Regions from separate parts of the Rattus norvegicus genome. Here regions 1 and 2 are each linked to region 3. Evidence: chromatin contacts called from public Hi-C and HiChIP or PLAC-seq data. All regions are on one chromosome and are shown on one strand. Each heading gives the region's core, a stretch centred on a gene start, on an enhancer-like site or on the middle of the called end of the contact. The rest is flanking DNA. Distances are from core to core; before and after follow the strand shown. Region 1 has its middle 90 kb from the start of Mir181b1. Region 2 has its middle 310 kb from the start of Mir181a-1. Region 3 overlaps LOC108352541 (a long non-coding RNA gene).

Evidence for each region. A called contact is a pair of places that touch in the nucleus more often than the background predicts. HiChIP or PLAC-seq counts read pairs in DNA pulled down with a chosen protein or histone mark.
Region 1: an H3K27ac HiChIP or PLAC-seq map of oligodendrocytes shows a contact between it and region 3, with 10 times the contacts expected there. The contact joins two enhancer-like sites. A contact is called at or near these places in 3 of 12 Hi-C or Micro-C datasets (the A7r5 cell line, the Rat2 cell line and Schwann cells) and 1 of 1 datasets of contacts at active chromatin or transcription factors (oligodendrocytes).
Region 2: a contact with region 3 is called in a Hi-C map of frontal cortex, with 1.7 times the contacts expected there. The contact joins two enhancer-like sites. A contact is called at or near these places in 1 of 12 Hi-C or Micro-C datasets (frontal cortex) and 1 of 1 datasets of contacts at active chromatin or transcription factors (oligodendrocytes).

What each region holds. Positions count from the first base shown.
Region 1 is chr13:52,125,567-52,128,710 of GRCr8, reverse strand. No RefSeq gene overlaps it. Among named protein-coding and RNA genes, the nearest start is that of Mir181b1, 90 kb to the right of the region's middle. Within about 2 kb of position 1,445, at least 2 of the 93 cell types and tissues checked have an H3K27ac peak or open chromatin away from gene starts, as enhancers often do.
Region 2 is chr13:51,728,234-51,731,820 of GRCr8, reverse strand. No RefSeq gene overlaps it. Among named protein-coding and RNA genes, the nearest start is that of Mir181a-1, 310 kb to the left of the region's middle. Within about 2 kb of position 2,005, at least 15 of the 93 cell types and tissues checked have an H3K27ac peak or open chromatin away from gene starts, as enhancers often do.
Region 3 is chr13:51,971,857-51,975,077 of GRCr8, reverse strand. The region is part of intron 1 of LOC108352541 (a long non-coding RNA gene); the gene reads right to left. Among named protein-coding and RNA genes, the nearest start is that of Mir181a-1, 64 kb to the left of the region's middle. Within about 2 kb of position 1,862, at least 35 of the 93 cell types and tissues checked have an H3K27ac peak or open chromatin away from gene starts, as enhancers often do.

The sequences.
Region 1 (3,144 bases), core at 196-2,695, 150 kb before region 3:
AGGACAGCTACTCTTTCATGTCTAGGGTCCCCAGGTCAGCATCTACCAGGACCTCATTCCTTCCAAATGTTAGGCTGAGGGCACTGGGATGACTACACGGAACTCTGGATCTTGACCACTCGATTGTTCTTCGTCTGAAAAAGACAACCCAGCACCGTAATAATCCCATTTCTCTTCTTCTGCACTCTGGCCAACATGCCCTGAAGTGTCAGCAAGCAGGACTTGCCTGTCCCTTGCTAATCTCGTCCTCATCACCCAGACTCTGGAGGACACAGGAGCGTCTGCCTCCAGCTCTGGGCACTCATTAAGAGTAATTTATATTAATGCACCTTCTAATGGGAAAATCAGTCAGGTGGCATAAAATTTATTAAGAGAAAGAATATTTAAGGTGATCCTATGTCCTCATTTTTTTTTTTTTTGCCAAGTGTGCACAACAATCCGGCCTCCTTCAAAAACCACAGAAATAACGGCTTTTAAAAGAATGGAGATGAGGCATTTTACATGTGTAACCATAATTTTAAAGGTTTATTGATTTTTTCCCTCTTATATGTATAAGAGTTTTCTATCTATACCACTGAGATACACAGCCATTGATTCGGAGTAACTGTCTGACTTTAGCTCTCAACTTTGACTAGAATTATAAATAAATGAAGAGTTACTACATTCCTTGCATGGATTTTTCTTTTACCCTAAGTACTGTATTGACTGGCTTGTTACCCAACAGAACCCCCCCCCAACCATCCCCCCAAACACACACACAGAAAGAAAGGGAGAAAGAAAGGAAGGAAGGAAGGAAGAAAGAAAGAAAGAAAGAAAGAAAGAAAGAAAGAAAGAAAGGATGAAAGAAAGAGAGAAAGAAGAGAGGGGAAAGCCTGCTGTACTGTCAGCTCTTGTGACTCACACTAACTAATCAGATGAAACTGTGCTCTGTGTGTTCATTTAACAAACTAAACATACCACATAGGAATCATCTCGGCATCTCCCCTGCAACCGAGTTTATTTAAGGTCCTTTGGCAGGCGCTGGTGCTGGAACAGGCAGCTACTTGGATGCTCCGTTCATGCAATTTGACACTTAATGGTTTTCCCTTGGCTGAGAAACTTAGCAAGCAGAAATCAGGAAGAAATCCAATGACCTGAGCATTGGACCTCGGGTCTATGGAAGGGAGTGCTGGGAAGTAGGGGGGTGGACAGGACTGCAGATGGCCGCTGTGTTGAAGAAGCATCAAGCAACAAAAACATCCTCTGCAGGAGGAGAAGGTCCTGTGCTCACAGTGCGGCAGGCTCTTTGAAAGAAAGGTGGGTGGGCAGATGCCCCAGCTTGTCTGAAGCTGCTGCTCCTAAAGAGCTAGATGCCCTGATTTTGCAAGGCAGACTCTGGAGGGGGCGTGAATCAACCTTATAGAATTAACTGTTTGAGACCTGTGTTGACACAGTTTCATGACTGGAAAACAATTTCTCAGTTGCTCAGAGCTTAGTTTTTCATCAAATTGGGTTTCTCTAAAGTTGAGATAATGTTATTAATTACTAAGGGTGGAACTTGCCACTTCATGCCTTCTAGTTTAATGCTAAACTCTGTTGTTGAGTTTATAGACCTATCTTCTGATTTTTCTTTTCTTTTCGTGACAGGGTATCACTCTGTAGCTGTGGCTGGCTGGGAACTTACAGATCTGCTTGCCTCTCACGTCCCAGTGCTGGGATCTAAAGTATGAGCCACCATGCCTGACCCTATTTTATTGACCTTTTTATTAATTGGATATTTTATGTATTTACATTTCAAATATTTTCCCTTTTCCCCATTCCTCCCTCTCCCTTACCCCCTTGGTCTGTTTCTGTGAGGATGCTCCCACTCCCAAACACCCACTCCCACCTCAACTCAGTGTAGGGATTACCCTATAGTGAGGGAAATGAGCCTTCACAGGACCATGGGCTTCTGATGCCAGACAATGCCATCCTCTGCTGCATATGCAGCTGGCATCATGGGTCCCTCCATGTGTACTCTTTGGTTGGTTGTGTAGTCTCCACGAGCTTTGGGGAGTCTGGTTGGTTGATGTTGTTCTTCCTATAGGGTTGCAAGCCCCTTCAGCTCCTTCAATCTTTTCTCTAACTTCTCCATTGGGGTCCCCATGCTCATTCTGATGGTTGACTGCAAGCATTCTCATCTGTAGCAGGAAGGCTCTGGCAGACCCTCTCAGGAGACATCCATATCAGGCTCCTGTCAGTAAGCACTTCTTCTCAGCAATAGAGACTGGGTTTGGTGGTTGTATATGGGATGGAGGCCCAGGTGGGGCAGTCTCTGGATGGCCTTTCCTTCAGTCTCTGCTCCATTTTGTCTTTCCTCCTGTAAGTATCTTGTTCCCCCTTCTGAGAAGGACTGAAGCATCCACATTTTTGTCTTCCTTCTTCTTAAACTTCATGTGGTCCTGAATTGTATCTTGGGTATTTCAAGCTTTTGGGCTAATATTCAATTATCAGTGAGCGTATACCATAAAGACCTCATAAAATTGAAAAGCTTCTGTAAGGCAAAGGTCACTGTCAATAAGTCAAAACGGCAACCAACAGATTGGGAAAAGGTCTTTACCAATCCTATACCAGATAAAGTGCTACTATCTAATACATACAAAGAACTCAAGAAGATAGACTCCAGAGAATCAAATAACCCTATTAAAAATGGGGTACAGAGCTAAACAAAGAATTCTCAGCTGAGGAATATCGAATGACCGAGAAGTACCTAAAGAAATGTTCACCATCCTTAGTCATCAAGGAACTGCAAATCAAAACAACCCTGAGATTGATTTGACAATCAGTCAGAATGGCTAAGATCAAAAACTCAGGTGACAACAGATGCTGGCGAGGGTATGGAGAAAGAGGAACACTCCTCCATTGTTGGTGGGATTGCAAGCTGGTACCACCACTCTAGAAATCAGTCTGGTGTTTCCTCAGAAAATTGAATATAGTGCTACCTGAGGACCCAGCTATACCTCTCCTGGGCATATACCCAAAAGACGCTTCAACATTTAACAAGCACACATGCTCCACTATGTTCATAGCAGCCTTATTTATAATAGCCAGAAGCTGGAAAGAACCCACATGTCCTTCAATAGAGGAATGGATACCGAAAATGTGGGACATCTACACAATGAAATA
Region 2 (3,587 bases), core at 756-3,255, 240 kb after region 3:
TTTCTAATTCCATCCATTTGCCTATGAATTTCATGAAGTAGTACTCCATTGTGTAGATGTACCAAATTTTCTGAATCTATTCCTCTTTTGAAGGACATCTGGGCTTTTTCCAGCTTCAGACTATAATAAATAAGGCTGCTATGAACATAGTGGAGCATGTGTCCTTATATGTTGGAGCATCATTTGGGTATATGCCTAGGAGTGGTATAGCTGGGTCCTCAGGTAGTACTATATCCAATTTTCTGAGGAAAGTCCAGACTGATTTCCACAGTGATTTTGCCAGCTTGCAATCCCATCAACAATGGAGGAGTGTTCCTCTTTCTCCACATCCTTGCCAATATCTGTTGTCACCTGTTTTTGATCTTAGCCAGACTGATGTGAGGTAGAATCTCAGGGTTGTTTTGATTTGCATTTTCCTGATGACTAAGGATGTTGAACATTTCTTTAGGTGCTTCTCAGCCATTTGATATTCCTTAGGTGAGAATTCTTTGTTTAGCTCTGTACCCCATTTTTAATAGGGTTATTTGACTCTCTGGAGTCTAACTTCTTGAGTTCTTTGTATATATTGGATATTAGCCCTCTATTGGATGTAGGATTGGTAAAGATCTTTTCCCAATCTGTTGGTTGCCATTTTGTCCTAACAACAGTGTCCTTTGCCTTACAGAAGCTTGGCGATTTTATGAGGTCTCATTTGTCGATTCTTGATCTTAGAGCATAAGCTATTGGTGTTCTGTTGAGGAAATTTTCCCCAGTACTCATGTGTTCGAGGTTCTTCCCCACTTTTTCTTCTAGTAGTTTGAGTATATCTGGTTTGAAGGGAGGGTTCTTAATCCACTTGAACTTAAGCTTAGGTGCAGAGTGATAAGCATGGATTGATCTGCATTCTTCTACGTGCTGACCTCCAGTTGAACCAGTGCCATTTGTTGAAGATGCTATCTTTTTTCCACTGGATGGTTTTAGCTCCTTTGTCAAAGCTGTTCTTTTGGCAACTGGGGGTGGAGGGGGCTGTTTGTTTTTGTTTTATTCCTTTTTTTTTTTTTGCTTATTATTTAGCTCCTGCAATCCCATCACAGAAGAAAATGTCCAATGGAGGTGGAATGGGAGTGCACATTGGAGCAGCACTGTGGTTGGTGCTTCCCTAAGAGCCACAGATCTTGAGTGCCAGGGCTTTAAACAAGGTTTTCCTATTTAAGAATTTAAAAGTGATTTAATACTTCAAAAGTATTTTCTCTACATTTGAAAGCAGTCAGGTTCCCAAAGACAGTGGGTGGGGCCCAGGAGTTGGAGGAAAATGCCTGGCCCTGCCTTTTATGAGGTGCAGTGATCAAATACAGAAAAGAACTGAGAAATTTGACTTAATGAGGTGACAAATTTGAAGAGAGTTTCCTTTCTATAAAAAAAAAACAAAAAACCGAACAAACCATTGCAGTTACTTCTAAAATATTTATTGATTGAATATTTGAATGAATGGAGCAAATAACCCTGTGACACATAAATAAAAATATGCTCAGAGAACAGACTGAATGCCTGTCTTGCCAAGCTCCCTGGATGTTAACTGTGCTCCTCACAGCTGGCAGAGCTGAAGCGGTTGACAAGAAACAATGCATTTCCATCCAAGACTGAGTTCACCAGTCCCTTCTCTAGTCTCCCCATCATTTCAAACTCTCCTATTACTTTTATAAGTGTTGTTTTATAAGCCAGAGTTGTCAGAACCTCCAGTTGCCCTAAACATCAGGCATCTAGTACTAATGTATTGTAGAAATTAAATCTTCCAAAATAACTATTCTGGCAATTTCTGTGTCAGAAATTTTGAACCAGGCTCAGGTTAAAGCTCCCACGTCAAACCACTGCTAAACTGTTTTTCAGGGACTGTAATCCCTGAAGATCTGAGCACTCCCTCTGATGGGGGGAGGCTCCATATTCAAGCTCAGTTATGACTGCTGCCATACCTTGGTCCCTTGCCATGAATGCCTGTCTCTAGGGCTCCTTTGTAATGGGCCAGCTGGCTTCCCTCTGGGTAACTGATGCAAGATAGAGTGAGAAAAAAAATTCCCTGGACGAACACCCCTATCTATTTATAACCTAATGTTGTATGTGACAACCTATTATATCTGCGATATTTTATTCATTAAAGCTGGGTCATTAAAATCCAGTCCATCCTCCAGCAGAGGCGCTAACCCAAAGGGCTCTGACTACACAAAGATAGGCTCACAGGGCTGGCTCCAAAGGTACCAGTCTAGAAAGTGGGAAAAACACCCTCTGACATCATGCAACTTCTCAGGAGTAATGGCTTTGTGTGGTTGAATTTTGTAGAGACACTCATATCCGTGTAGCCCCATCGATCATGACTAATAAAAGACCAAGTGGGAGATAAAACTGAACTGAACCATTCAAAAGCAATCATGAAAGCAGATGAAAAGAGCGCAGCATTATAATATATCAACATGATGCTCAAATATGCTCACGAGACAGTATGATAATTGGGTATATTTTTTCTCAATGTGACTATATATCTTTTATTTGGGGGTTTATTCTCACATGGTATCAAATACCATTAATAGTCCTAAATGATGTCAGTGTGATAGAATCTTTCTCTGTGGCAATTATCTAAGGCTGCCTATATGATGAATGTTCAAACATGCCTAGGAACTTTACAGACAGATGGTTGTTTGGGTCCTCCTACAGACTGTCTGCACGAGAGTGAAGCTCACAGCTTCCTGTGATCTCCCTTGCCTCCACTTCTTCCCCCGCTTAGCATCGAAGTTGATTTGAATTTTTTTTCCTCACACCTCAGGTTTGATCATCAAAAGTAGGTCACTTACAGCAGCTATGTTCCCAGAGTGCGAAGAAATCAGGCAGCTTAAAAGCATTCAGGGTGAAAAGCCTGTCTTGCAATTGGAAAGAAACATCCAGTGTGCTTAAGGAGAACTCTGGTGAAACAGGTCCGACTACTCCCTCCTACAATAAGACAGAGGCATTCTGTGGTGTTCTCTTCACACAGATGAAATGAAAGCTTGTGTGTGGCCATTACAGGAAATCTTGCCACTGCCCTACCCCCTGGTCCCTGAGCTACTCTAATCTGCCTGCCATTTTTTCAGTGCTAGGACTTGCGCTCAAATTTAAGACCAAAGAAATACATTGAGTCAAGCGGTGTCCCTCAATAACTCAGCAGAAGCTAGAAAACTGGCCTTGTTCAGAAACAGGCTCTTTCCAAATGTAATCAGGTTATGATTCAATAGTGATGGGTTAGACTGAGTGCTAAATCCAGTACAAATGGCTAAAGATGAAGCAGAAAATTTGGACACTGAGGCCTAGTACAGAGGAGTAAATCTCTGGGAAGGCAGATGCCAACTGGAGTTTTGTCTACCATCCAAGAAGGTCAATAGCTATTCTAAGCCTCCTCGGAGTCTCCAAAAGGCATAACAACACTACAGTATCAGCACCAATGTCTAGAACCATGTCTTTGCATCCTCTGGGTAGAAGAGGCATCCGAAGGCTGCGGGTTTTTGCACTCATTCACTCGGCCCAGTCCCAGACACTAATCTCTCCAGCTGCAATCTCTCAGATTCATCCTCAGGCCAGTCACA
Region 3 (3,221 bases), core at 613-3,112:
ACCGCCACATCCCTAAAATGAACAACAAAAAATTTAGGGGTGCCTACTAAAGTATATATCCACTTTCAAAGCATATATAACTAACTGAACTATATATTATATTTACATATAATATATATAATTCACTGAACTATATATTACGCATATACATACATATATATCTCATCTTCTATTTCCAGTATAATTGCTAGTAAAAGTATGAATAAACTTCAAGGAAAATATTTTTCATTAGTTAGCATTCATATACAATATATGAACAATCCTGATAATTAATATTTCCATAAAAATTTAAAATGCATAGATATATATATACATATATATGATGAAATGATTTACTTAAGCAATGAGGAAAATAAATATGACAGTCCATCTTTCTATCTCAATTCAACTGTTATGCTACTATTTTAGGGCACTTTTTAAAAAACGAAGCTATGTAAGTGCATAACAATTTTTGATTTTTATGATTAAATGAGAAAATCAGATCAAGCAACTAATTCTCACTAAAGAATAATAGTGCAGTTATTTTAATGTTAAACATTTTCAATATTTTCAGCTAGTTTGGGTTGGCTAGCAAGGGTAAAATACAAAGGCAGAGCTGAGGCAGAGAGACTTACAATGCCTCCAGTGATTTCTGTCCCGGCCCTTCCTCTGCACATGGTCAATTAGAATTGAAAATCCTGCGCTGATTTCATTCGCTGGAATTTTTAAGCAGGTCAGGAAGAAAGATGTTATTGAAAGGAAGAGTCTCATCTAAATAAGAAAGGAGCGTGTGGCCATCTGGTCTTAGCTATACGCTATACTATAAAAAGTTATTTCGGCTGAACTAAGGGTTGGTGTTTTTAAAAGATGTGCCAAAAATCAACCCAAAATCCATTTATAGTAAAAAAAAAATAGGTATATAGACATATATACCCTAAATGTTTCTTTTTAAACCCCCAAATATGCATTTGGTTCAGTTCCTATCTGTGATTCATGAGATGGTGTGACCCAGCGTCTCCCTGAGCCTGAGTAGGTTGCAAGCAGAGGGTCAGTCAATCACTTTCCAAACTCTCTCTGCCTTCACAGGGCATCTAACAAAACAGTGGCTCTTTTGTAAGTCATAAAAATAACTTTGATAGCCTTCATTCAAATTAATTTTGAGTTCAGCATGCGTCCAGACTGAGAGAAGAAAATTTGGAGCATAAAGCAGCAGAACCAGTTCCCCTTCTTAGCCATTGCAACTAGACTTTCCTTGCACTCTCTGAACACCGCTGGGACATCTGTGCACAATAATCTCAGGCCTTCAGACTACAGGGGAAGCTTAAAAATACACCACTGTTCTCTTCATGAAGAGATTATGACCTCTAGACTTTTAGGAATCAACCGTGTACTCAGAAACACAATCTGGTTCTGTAGTAATTTTTGTTCTCTTCTTCAAATTTGGATTGACGTTTTTGAGTTATGAAAGTAGTGTGTGTGTGTGTGTGTGTGTGTGTGTGTGTGTGTGTGTGTGTGTGGTATTCGTAATAATAATTATCTCACCAATAAACTAATTTATTCAATACCTGAGCACGATTCTCACTTAGAATAATCACAACCAGTGGATCTTGCTACCCAAATGTTCATTGTATTAAAGTACAGTCATACTCTCCAACATTTCAGACACTCTTATATAATAACAAAAATAAACTGTGACTGCAAGCCTATATTCTAATGTATATGTTGAATATAATCCGCACATGGTCAGCTGATACCAAGGAGCACAGCCAGCACAATCTTCAACAAAAAGACAGTAAGAATATTCTGTGATAACCAAGACTTCTGGTGTATCCCTGACAGGAAAGAGCACTGGTTGTTTTCTGTTTGGGTACATTCATCTCCTGTTTGTTCTGCCATGTCCAATAGACCATTACCATTGTATAAGGAGAAGAAACTATAGAAAATTGTTCCCTCGTAGTTATGATCTGAAACAGCATTTGTTCTTGAATGGGCCTCACGTAGTCCAACTATTTCAATCAAGTCCATTATCTTCTTGTCTTTGAAAGATGCCTTTCTAGTAACCTGTGTCCCCAGAGGGCAATGTCAGCTCTGGCTTTCAGAATGTAGGGTGGAATCAAAAACAGTTTGTTCCTTTTCTCTCTTGGATAAAGAAATTAAATTATGTCTCACCAAGTCAGAACCTCAGCGTGCGTTGGACGGGATTGTTTACATAAAAAAATAGAAAGTCATACCTCAGAAAAAGTTATTTACTTGTTTACGGTAGAGTGTTGCATCACAGAAATACCAGTCAACATGGATAGATTATTTTTGTAAGTACAAAATGTGTCAATTCTTCAACTGCATGTTTTTCTGGGCAATAATCAAATGAAACAATAATTTTTTATTCTCTTGCTTTCAGACAATCACATATTAACATTGGCAGGTAAATCTGTTGTGCTGGTCCTTCAGTTCACAGGCACGTGCTTTGGAAATCTTTTCTAAATTAGAAGTACAAAGAATGAATTTTGAAGCTTACAAAAACTGTATATCAAATGCCGGACATGTCTGAGCTAGCAAATATATCATCATTCCTATATTATTAATAAGTTACATATCAAAACTTGATAGCTAAGGTGTAGGATGTCCGTAGAATTTTTCTCCATGCCTGTCTCAAATTCAGTCATCTTGTGCGGTAACAGTAACCTTTCTTCCCGTTGATACAAGAAAAATAAAATAATATAATACGCATAATATAAAGATCTGAGCACTTGTTTGGTGAGTGACTTTTTAGGAATGACCCACAAAGTAGAAATGAAAAATACTTAGTGAACTCCTGCACAAACACTAAATCCAAGTTTTCATCTAACCCAGATACATGCTCACAAAGGCACAAGAATGGGCATCACTTCAAAACCATTTGTATAAATGATTCTTTCCTTGAGAAATTTTAATAGTAAAAATCATTTAAAATTAATAGCAAAGGACAAATACCAATTCTTAATGGCTATTACTTTTGTAAAATTTTGAGGCAAATTATTTTAAAACGCCTTTCATTTCATCTATTCATATTGAAATTCAGCCACCTCTGACATGTGCAATCAACATATTAATAAGGCATCCTAGGACCACAGAACTCTGACTGACTACATATATCATGATAAGCACACACATACTGCCCCATAAACACATCTTAAAGACAGAGAGATAGTTCCGAATAAAAGACTGCTTTCCTGTGGGTGTTGGTTAACCCGCAAACACTTGAA